Linked DNA regions of Mus musculus: regions 2 and 3 are each linked to region 1. The links are chromatin contacts, called in public Hi-C maps. All regions are on one chromosome and are shown on one strand. Each heading gives the region's core, a stretch centred on a gene start, on an enhancer-like site or on the middle of the called end of the contact. The rest is flanking DNA. Distances are from core to core; before and after follow the strand shown. Region 1 holds the start of Etv1 (ets variant 1). Region 2 overlaps Etv1 (ets variant 1). Region 3 overlaps Etv1 (ets variant 1).

Region 1 (2,700 bases), core at 1-2,500:
AACACAAAATTGTCAGCATTTGTCTCAACTTCGTTCTTTTCAATGTGGCAGATAAACCCAGCCACAAACTTTGAGTGCAGCTGTTGCTGCCCTCCGTCTCCTCTTGCACTCATCGTGGACATATTAACCAGAAGAAGAGGTCTTAAAACAAAACTATGCCTTATCCGAATCACTCAAAGGTAAGCTCATTTTGTAGATAGGGCTTCTAGAAGCAGAGTCGCCCTACAGTGGCAACAAAGCAGATAAAGTGTCTGCAGTCCCAACCCCCTGCCCCCTCCCTTCGCATCTCTCGCTCTCCCCACCCCCGTCCAAGTCAAGTTTATAAACAGCAACTTTCGAACTGATCACTCACGTTGGTGACCACGTAAGGCACTTGCTGGTCATAAAATCCATCCATTCTGCTCCTCTTCGCAAATATTAGCTCAGTGTTTTATATTTTGAGCATTTAGCTGGAGATTTCCTCGGGATCTGGACTTCTATCAACCTAGAGGGGAACAAGATGGCTTTTAGGCTTAAAAAAAAAAAAATCATGAATGAAGCTCTTGCATTTGCATAGCTAATTACCCTCGACAGCCCCATTCACAAAAATAACCCTCCCCTACGCCGCCTTCTTCACCTGGATCCAAAGAGAGCCAAGAGAGTTCACAATTTACATACTTTCGGTCGTATCAAAAATCCTAACAAGAGGCAATGTATTTATTTACACTCTGGATGCTCCCTGCTCGGTCAGTGTACCCCAGGCGGCTCTGATTCGCAAACGTGGGCAAAACTAGCAATGGCGATCAACGAGACTTGCTTTTCACCTAACGGGACTAAAGAGACGGAGCTACCTCTTTCATAAGAATAGTTTTTGCAACCCACAACCATGCAATTATCTGGAGAGACATAAAAAGTTGTTGGAAATACCCACCTGAAGGCCACGCTAGGCGAACGGCTGCAAAAAATTCCCTCCAAATTTAATAAAAACATTAATTATTGCCCAGCACTTCCCCTTGGAAGCCGAAAGCGCCTCTGACAGAGCTGAATTCGGTGGTTTTTCCTCTACTTCTCCTCCAGGGGCCTCCAATCCAAACTGATGGATCGCTGCCTCCCATTGGCTCCACGTCTCTTTCACAAGATCAGATTTCGGGCTGTCAATCAGGCAGCTTTCGGCCCCTTCCCTTGGGTCTCCTGCGCCCCTATGCCTTTGCGACCACTCTGGGAGAAGTCGCAGGGTCCGCACCCAGGAAAAGCCACCGAGGGAAACTACTTCCTTCCTAACTCGCTGTTTTTGTTAAAACCGGAGGGATACTGAAACCTAGTGTATCGAGTCAACCAGTTCTCATTCCTAGCGTTGTTTGGTCCATTATTATGTCCTTAAAGCACTGTCGTAGAGGTTGGGGTACAGATCGAGTGTCCACAATCCCTTTTCTCTACCTTTGACCCGGAGTCCACCCACCACACGCTCCAGCCTTGCTCCTCAGAAGCTTTCGGTCCAAGCTATTTTTTTTCTCCATTTTCAACACTGTAATAGGGCTTATAAGATTTTTTTTAATACATCTTCAACAAAAATGATCTCCTTTCGTCCGTTGGACATGAAAATATTGTAAGGAAAGCAAGCGGGAGAAGCTGCTTCTAAGGAGAGGTGGCGCTGGAAGAGAGGATCCGGAGGAGTACGTAGCAGAGTGGGCGAGGAAAGTATAAAAATCAGATTCATCCTGGAGAGTGCTGAGAGGGAAAAAAACCTCCAGTGGCCACAGAGGGGTGGGGGAGGACTTGGTAGTTCAGATGCCCCCCTCCCGCACCCCTCCCCCGTCCCCGCCGTTTCCGGAGCTTTTGTTATGTATACAGAGAGGCGGAGGGTGTCACTTACTGTACTTGAAGATTTCACTTCCTCCACCAAGAAGTGGGGGAAGAGCAGGGAGGGCTCGGGTTACAAGGACAATGATGGGACCTTTGGAAGCGAGAATCTCTCTGAAGCTGCCTGCCCACAGAGCTTAGTTCTGATGTGTCCCCTTTGCAGCCGCTGCCCTACCAAGAATTGGAAGCCAGGGAGGAGTGGGGCCGGGGCTTTACGGTGCTAAAAGTCACTTGAGACCCTGGCGGGGACCAGAGCTGGGGACTAAAGGACTTTTCCAGCAGCTGTTTAGCCCCGTTGAGCAATGTGCTGCAGTTCTCAATTTCTATTTGAAAGTTTCTTCCCTTAAATGGAACATGGTGGAAACATCAAAATGGGAGCGTGCGCGCCTGGTACTCCGGACCCGCCGAGAAAGAGCGTAGTTTATGACAAAACCACTCTGCGCTTCACCAAGGGAAAAGTGTAGTCTTCCAGGGCACACACAATGCTTGCCCCAAGCCTAGTCAGGGCGCCGCGCGCGTCCTCTTTGAGAGAGGACAGTATCAGAGCCCGGGCGAGGGGTGCGTTCGAACGCTACTAGACTTTGTGAGGGTGCAACCCGAAGAGGGGAGCACAGCGTGGGTAACCCGCCAGTCTGCAAACCCCAGACAAGGCGGTAACAGTTTCCAAAGCCTTTCTGTGAGGCCAGAGCGGGACAGGTATCCAGAGCAACCGGGAGAGGGCGGAGCTTCTCGAAAGGCCCCGGGAGCTTGTCCCTGAAGCCAATGAGGAACCGTGGATTTCCAGTCCATTGTTGTTTATTGCTGACCCCGCAGCGCTCCGCCAGCGGATTGGATGCTTTCGAGCAGGGGGCGTTGCCCATT
Region 2 (2,700 bases), core at 148-2,647, 44 kb before region 1:
ATCCAAAACCACAGATGCTCTCTCACAGCTCTGCAGCTAAGCCCTGTGGATTTCCAAAGCAAAACTAGCAGAGAGAGTAAAGATTTCCCTCTGCATCTAGCCTGTGGTTTTGTTTGGCGGCTCAGTTAAATTAAGTTGTTGAGATGGGCTGTATCTCCATGGCTAGCGTCCTTCAAACCAAGGGGAGATGTGGACAAAAGTCGTGACCTCCAGAGAGACCATTGTGTGACACTGAAGGCAGCGATCAAGCAGCAAACCCAGAAATGTCAAAGAAGGATATGAAAGTGGAAAGGACTGCGGACAATCATAGAGCAGATTCTCTCTCTCTCTCTCTCTCTCTCTCTCTCTCTCTCTCGCTCTCTCTCTCTCTCTCTCTCTCTCTCTCTCTTCTCCTCTCCTTCCCTCCCTCTCCCCTCCCCTCCCTCCTTCCCTCCCCCTCTCTTACTCCTCAGAACCTTCCTTACATCTTCATCCTGCTCTGTAGCCACTGAAGATGAAGCGAAGCCGTATCTGTTGTTTAAGCCACCCAGTACATAGCACCTTGTTATTGCACCTTAATCTAATGCTTCATTCCTAGTAAGTGTTGTCACCAAGCTGGCCAAGTAATGATTTTAGGCTACAAGAATTTCTAGGTGATTATCATAACCGGACAAATGCTGCGTCCAATGTGAGGCATGGCTCCACCAGTGCACATTGTGTTCAAATAGACCCAGCACTTGAAAAAATTCTATTTAGATGCCAACACTAGAACTCTCTCCACCTTGTAAGCTCCCCAGCAATACCAGTGGAGGGTTTCCACTCTCTTTACAACCTCATTCTATGCCTGTGGGGCTGTGAATCATGATGGACCAAGAATTGATTTTTCTTTACTAGTCCCAAGTCAAAGACTAACAGGACGATCTAAGATACCCAGCATTTATCTTTTTTTTTTTTTTCATATCTGTAGGTGAAGCATCAAACTTAAAGCCAAACCGAAGCCTTCGATTTTTCTGCACAAGATCGTTTATGACCTGAGCTCACTAAAGCTTGCCTCCCTCCTGGGAATCATACCTATGACTTCCTGTAGACAACTTCTCTTATTTACCTTTGCATGAGAGATGTAGAGACTCCCACCAGGACAGGCTGAGTTGGAGGCTGCCTACAGTATATTTCATCCCAGGACTCGAGGCTTAGCGTCTGCTAATAGGAGGTTTTTCCAGATCATTGGCACCGGCGCAAGAGAAAGCAGCACATTCATCTCGTGCAATTTGCTGTACCTTCCCACATGGAGCTGGTGCATGTAAAAGGCTGTTAAGTACTAAATTATTCCTTATCAAATCACCATCATCTGGAGTCATGATCAACACTAATTAAATTACTTTCACTGAACACGGCTCCAGCCTGCTGCTGAGGCTGCTAGCGTTCCGCTTACAGTGCGGTCCTCCCTGGGTCCGGAACACAGACCTGCAGGCATCGGCATTGTTTGTAGTTTAATTAAAGTGAATCTTTCCTTTTTCAAGGGAATTAAATCAAGCGAGTTAGCCTCTTCATTTCATTGACGAAGAAATGATGTTTCCAAATGATACTTTATTCCTGACTTCATAGAGTTCGGATCGTTTATCTAAGTATGAAATTTAGAGTTCATCTCAGGCATTCCTCAAACAGGGTCCGAGGGTTCCCATGCAAACTTTTACAACCACACAGCTATCAGCTTTTCTAGGGAGAAGTAGATAGAACACTCAAGAGATGGGCTTTGCATTCTATGCCTTGATGGAAGCTTGACCTTTAAAAACACGTCGTACGGCTGACTAATGATGACTGAGTTTGTCTAACGGTTAAATTTAAGAGCTCCAAAATATCAGGACTTAAAAATATGCACTTTCAAAAATAAATTTAACCACTTCCTAACCCGAGGGTTTGCAAGAAGTGGTTATGGCATTCATGGTTAACTGCATAGACATTCGGTGATTGTTTTCATTGAAGAGCGTGAATGATGAGACAGGGCCTAGTACCTTTCCTCTTCTACCCACATTTCAGAAGGGAAAGAGTTCCGTCACAAATCTACTGAAGCACTGAGGCGCTCTTAGGTTTCCACAAGCAAGGATCCTAATTTAAATGTGAACTCGTGATTGAGCAGAAAGACAACATAAAACAACTCGTAGGTCGAGAGAATGAATTACATTCTCTCAGGAGAATACTTCCTTAGTCATGACAAGAAGGCCTTACCTTGTAACGTTCCGCTGAGAACAGAAGATGTTTGTGACAGCTATCCACTAAACAGTCATCTACAAATGGAGTTTTGGTGTGAGGCTGAGTTTACAATCTGAATAAGAAACTGCAGCTATGTTTGAAAATAACTCAGATTTACATAGTATTTTGTGATCTTCAAGGCTGGACTTGACTGTTGCTCAAATGCTCAGATGTCAGTCTTGGTCCCCAGTGTGAGGCATGGTTGTAAGAAGAGGGAATCTTTAGGCAATAAGTCCTAGTGGGAGGAAGATTTCAAGGTCCTGGTGCCTCTTTTATTTCCCAGCTATAAAAAACTTCTTCTGATATGTTGTATTGTGCACTACAGATTAAAAATGTATAGCCTACCCCCTAAAATCTCTGAAGCCATTAGCCAAATTAAGCTTTCTACCTTTTAAGTTCATTCTATTGGTTATTTAGTCACAGACCTGAAAAAATAACATAAAGAATCCAAGCAGAATGCCTGGATAAAGA
Region 3 (2,700 bases), core at 21-2,520, 64 kb before region 1:
TATGCTGGATACTGTGTTAGGCACTGCTTAAACATGACAATATTTCATCTCTACAAATACACTAAGGCCCCTTTGGAAATAAGTAAATTGGGAGGCAAAAGAAATCGCAAAGCTTGCTCCATATGATACAAATGGTCAACAGATATCAGGCCCAGGAGTTGGTGTTTTCAAATGTCACACGAACTGAGTGATTTTACAATTAATGCTGAACATAACTAAAAAGCAGATCACAGTAATACAGCAATAAGCTCTTAAGGCTCACACAGAAAGAGGAGTTAAAATCAAAGTTAGAGATCTATTAAATAATCACAACCCTAGCACTGCTCATTTGACAACTTTATTTGGCTTTTTTGAGTATTTTCCCATTCATTTGGATTATCTGTCCTTAAGAAAGTTACCAACAACTATTAACAGCAATAAATAAAAACACAATGAAAACAATAAGTATCTCTTTAACCCAATACAATTTTTAAAAAAAACTTATTTCAAGTTATGAAACCCATTCCACCACTTACCTAGCTAAATCATTTGAGTATGGAAATAATTGAGCTCCAAAACATTTCATAAGAATATTTAAAATCCAAAAGCCTACACTCAAATGAGTGCACACAGACACAGGAATGCACAGGTGTGGTCATTTTACACACACACACACACACACACACACACCGTTTTGAAAAGAAGGTAATCTTTTGGCTCTTTTGTTCACATTCACTAAACACATACATTCAAACCCAGTGGTCTTTAAACTGTTTCATTTCATTTCAAATCTCAGCTCCACTTATAAAAACAGTTGATGTTCATTTCAGCCACTGGTCGTAAGCAACGCAAAGCCTAAGTGTCCTGGTTGTTCTGTTTGAAAAGAAAGCATAAATTACACACTACAAAAGTGTACTCCACCCTGTCAAGTTCCCCTTTCTAAACTAGCCCAGCTAAGGAGCATGTCATCCCTCCCTTCCCCCTTTCCTGCCTGCAAAATCCAAGTTAGACAAACACAGTGGGGCTGAGATGACATATTTGAATGGAATTCAGACCCACCAGTTCCTGTTTATGTTTCTGATTTGAGAATGTTGTCTTCCCATTCACCATACATTAGGAACTCTGGAAAGCCATAAATGGTGTCAGGTTACACACAAGCAGGACCAATGAACATTAATCATTACTTCCAGTCAACTGGCAAAAGCAACAGCTGATGGAACACTACACCCTCCAGCTCTTTATAAATGACATTCCAGAGAGTCAGGCTTTGTGCATGTGTGTGTGTGTGTGTGTTTCCTTTCAGTCTCCATTTTATGAATGAAACTCCAGGCTCTATGGAGTCCATTCATGGAAAAGAAACGCTTACAAGGCTCTGCCCCTAGGGATCAATCAGTCATGGGTAAAACTGATATGATTGGTTTAAGACAGCCTTCAGCCTTCCATTACTGACTTAAAATGCAGTCCCTGTCCATTTGACCTGTGTTAATGCATGAAGAGTAAATCCAGACTGTAGTCTCAATTCTCAAATCAAATCACTCGCCAAGGCCACTTACAGTAACTGTAGATTTAGAGTATATTGAAGCATTTCTTAGAAAAACTGAGAGCACAGACCAGGATCATGGTTGGGGAGAGTTACTACTTTAACCAGAATCAAATGAGAAAAAGCCACACAACCCACATTGGGCCATTAGAAGCTAAGTCAAACTGTGAGGCTAATCCGTGACAACTATTATAATAATAAGATCAATTAGGTAAAGACCACTGTCACTTTTCACAATGGAAGCACCTGAAACATCCGCCTACTTGTCGACAAACCCCAGGTTGAGTAAAAGAAAACTATCATTGTAGGCTAGAGCAACAAATAGAAAGTTAACATCTTCCAAAAAAAAAAAAAAAAACAAAAAAACAAAAAACAAAAAAAAACAATAGTTCCTTCTTTAACATCCCCAAGTCCATTTCTTTCAGCAACAATATTAAAAGTTAGGAAAGGAAGGAGTTACAGAGACAAAATTTGGAGCTGTGACGAAAGGATGGACCATCTAGTGATTGCCATATGCAGGGATCCATCCCATAATCAGCTTCCAAATGCTGACACCATTGCATACACTAGCAAGATTTCCCTGAAAGGACCCAGTTATAGCTCTCTCTTGTGAGACTATGCCGGGGCCTAGCAAACACAGAAGTGGATGATCACAGTCAGCTATTGGATGGGTCACACGGCCCCTAATGGAGGAGCTAGAGAAATTACCCAAGGAGCTAAAGGGAACTGCAACCCTATAGGTGGAACAACATTATGAACTAACCAGTACCCGGGAGCTCTTGTCTTTAGCTGCATATGTATCAAAAGATGGCCTAGTCGGCCATCACTGCAAAGAGAGGCCCATTGGACTTGCAAACTTTATATGCCCCAGTACAGGGGAACGCCAGGGCCAAAAAGGGGGAGTGGGTGGGTAGGGGATTGGGGAGTTGGGTATGGGGGACCTTTGGGATAGCACTGAAAATGTAAATGAGGAAAATACCTAATTAAAAAAGAAAAAGAATTTGGGAAGAAAAAAAAAGTTAGGAAAGAGCGAAGTTAAGCTGAAAGGAATGTGGCCTTGAGTAAAGATGCTTTATAGAGAGCAGAGCTGAGCCTTCGGGAGTGTCACATCTCAGGTACACAAAGCCAGAGTTTCTAGAACCATAATCAGAGTTGCACTGGAAATGACCAAAAATAGAAAT

The links. A called contact is a pair of places that touch in the nucleus more often than the background predicts.
Region 2: a contact with region 1 is called in a Hi-C map of the N1E-115 cell line, with 6 times the contacts expected there. The contact joins the enhancer-like site here to the promoter of Etv1 in region 1. A contact is called at or near these places in 9 of 484 Hi-C or Micro-C datasets (the N1E-115 cell line, brain, cerebellar granule neurons and 5 more), 5 of 115 datasets of contacts at active chromatin or transcription factors (a beta-TC-6 cell line, bone marrow-derived macrophages and embryonic stem cells) and 3 of 9 other capture datasets (adipose tissue, liver and pancreatic islet).
Region 3: a contact with region 1 is called in a Hi-C map of the N1E-115 cell line, with 4 times the contacts expected there. The contact joins the enhancer-like site here to the promoter of Etv1 in region 1. A contact is called at or near these places in 7 of 39 promoter capture datasets (the 3T3-L1 cell line, 3T3-L1-derived adipocytes, the C10 cell line and 3 more), 1 of 15 datasets of contacts at CTCF or cohesin (the NIH/3T3 cell line), 20 of 484 Hi-C or Micro-C datasets (the C10 cell line, the C2C12 cell line, the N1E-115 cell line and 13 more), 4 of 115 datasets of contacts at active chromatin or transcription factors (the NIH/3T3 cell line, bone marrow-derived macrophages and embryonic stem cells) and 3 of 9 other capture datasets (adipose tissue, liver and pancreatic islet).

Annotation. Positions count from the first base shown.
Region 1 is chr12:38,778,632-38,781,331 of GRCm38.p6, reverse strand. Etv1 (ets variant 1) reads right to left here and starts at 1,250. Exons shown (of 13, transcript NM_007960.5): 1 at 911-1,250; 2 at 353-484. The coding sequence starts at 397.
Region 2 is chr12:38,823,143-38,825,842 of GRCm38.p6, reverse strand. The region is part of intron 5 of Etv1 (ets variant 1); the gene reads right to left. Among named protein-coding and RNA genes, the nearest start is that of Etv1, 44 kb to the right of the region's middle. Within about 2 kb of position 1,397, at least 4 of the 459 cell types and tissues checked have an H3K27ac peak or open chromatin away from gene starts, as enhancers often do. A contact at or near this core is called in the N1E-115 cell line and cerebellar granule neurons, where this site is marked.
Region 3 is chr12:38,842,446-38,845,145 of GRCm38.p6, reverse strand. All of the region lies in intron 8 of Etv1 (ets variant 1), which reads right to left. Among named protein-coding and RNA genes, the nearest start is that of Gm34611, 63 kb to the left of the region's middle. Within about 2 kb of position 1,270, at least 71 of the 459 cell types and tissues checked have an H3K27ac peak or open chromatin away from gene starts, as enhancers often do. A contact at or near this core is called in the N1E-115 cell line, the NIH/3T3 cell line, adipose tissue and 4 more, where this site is marked.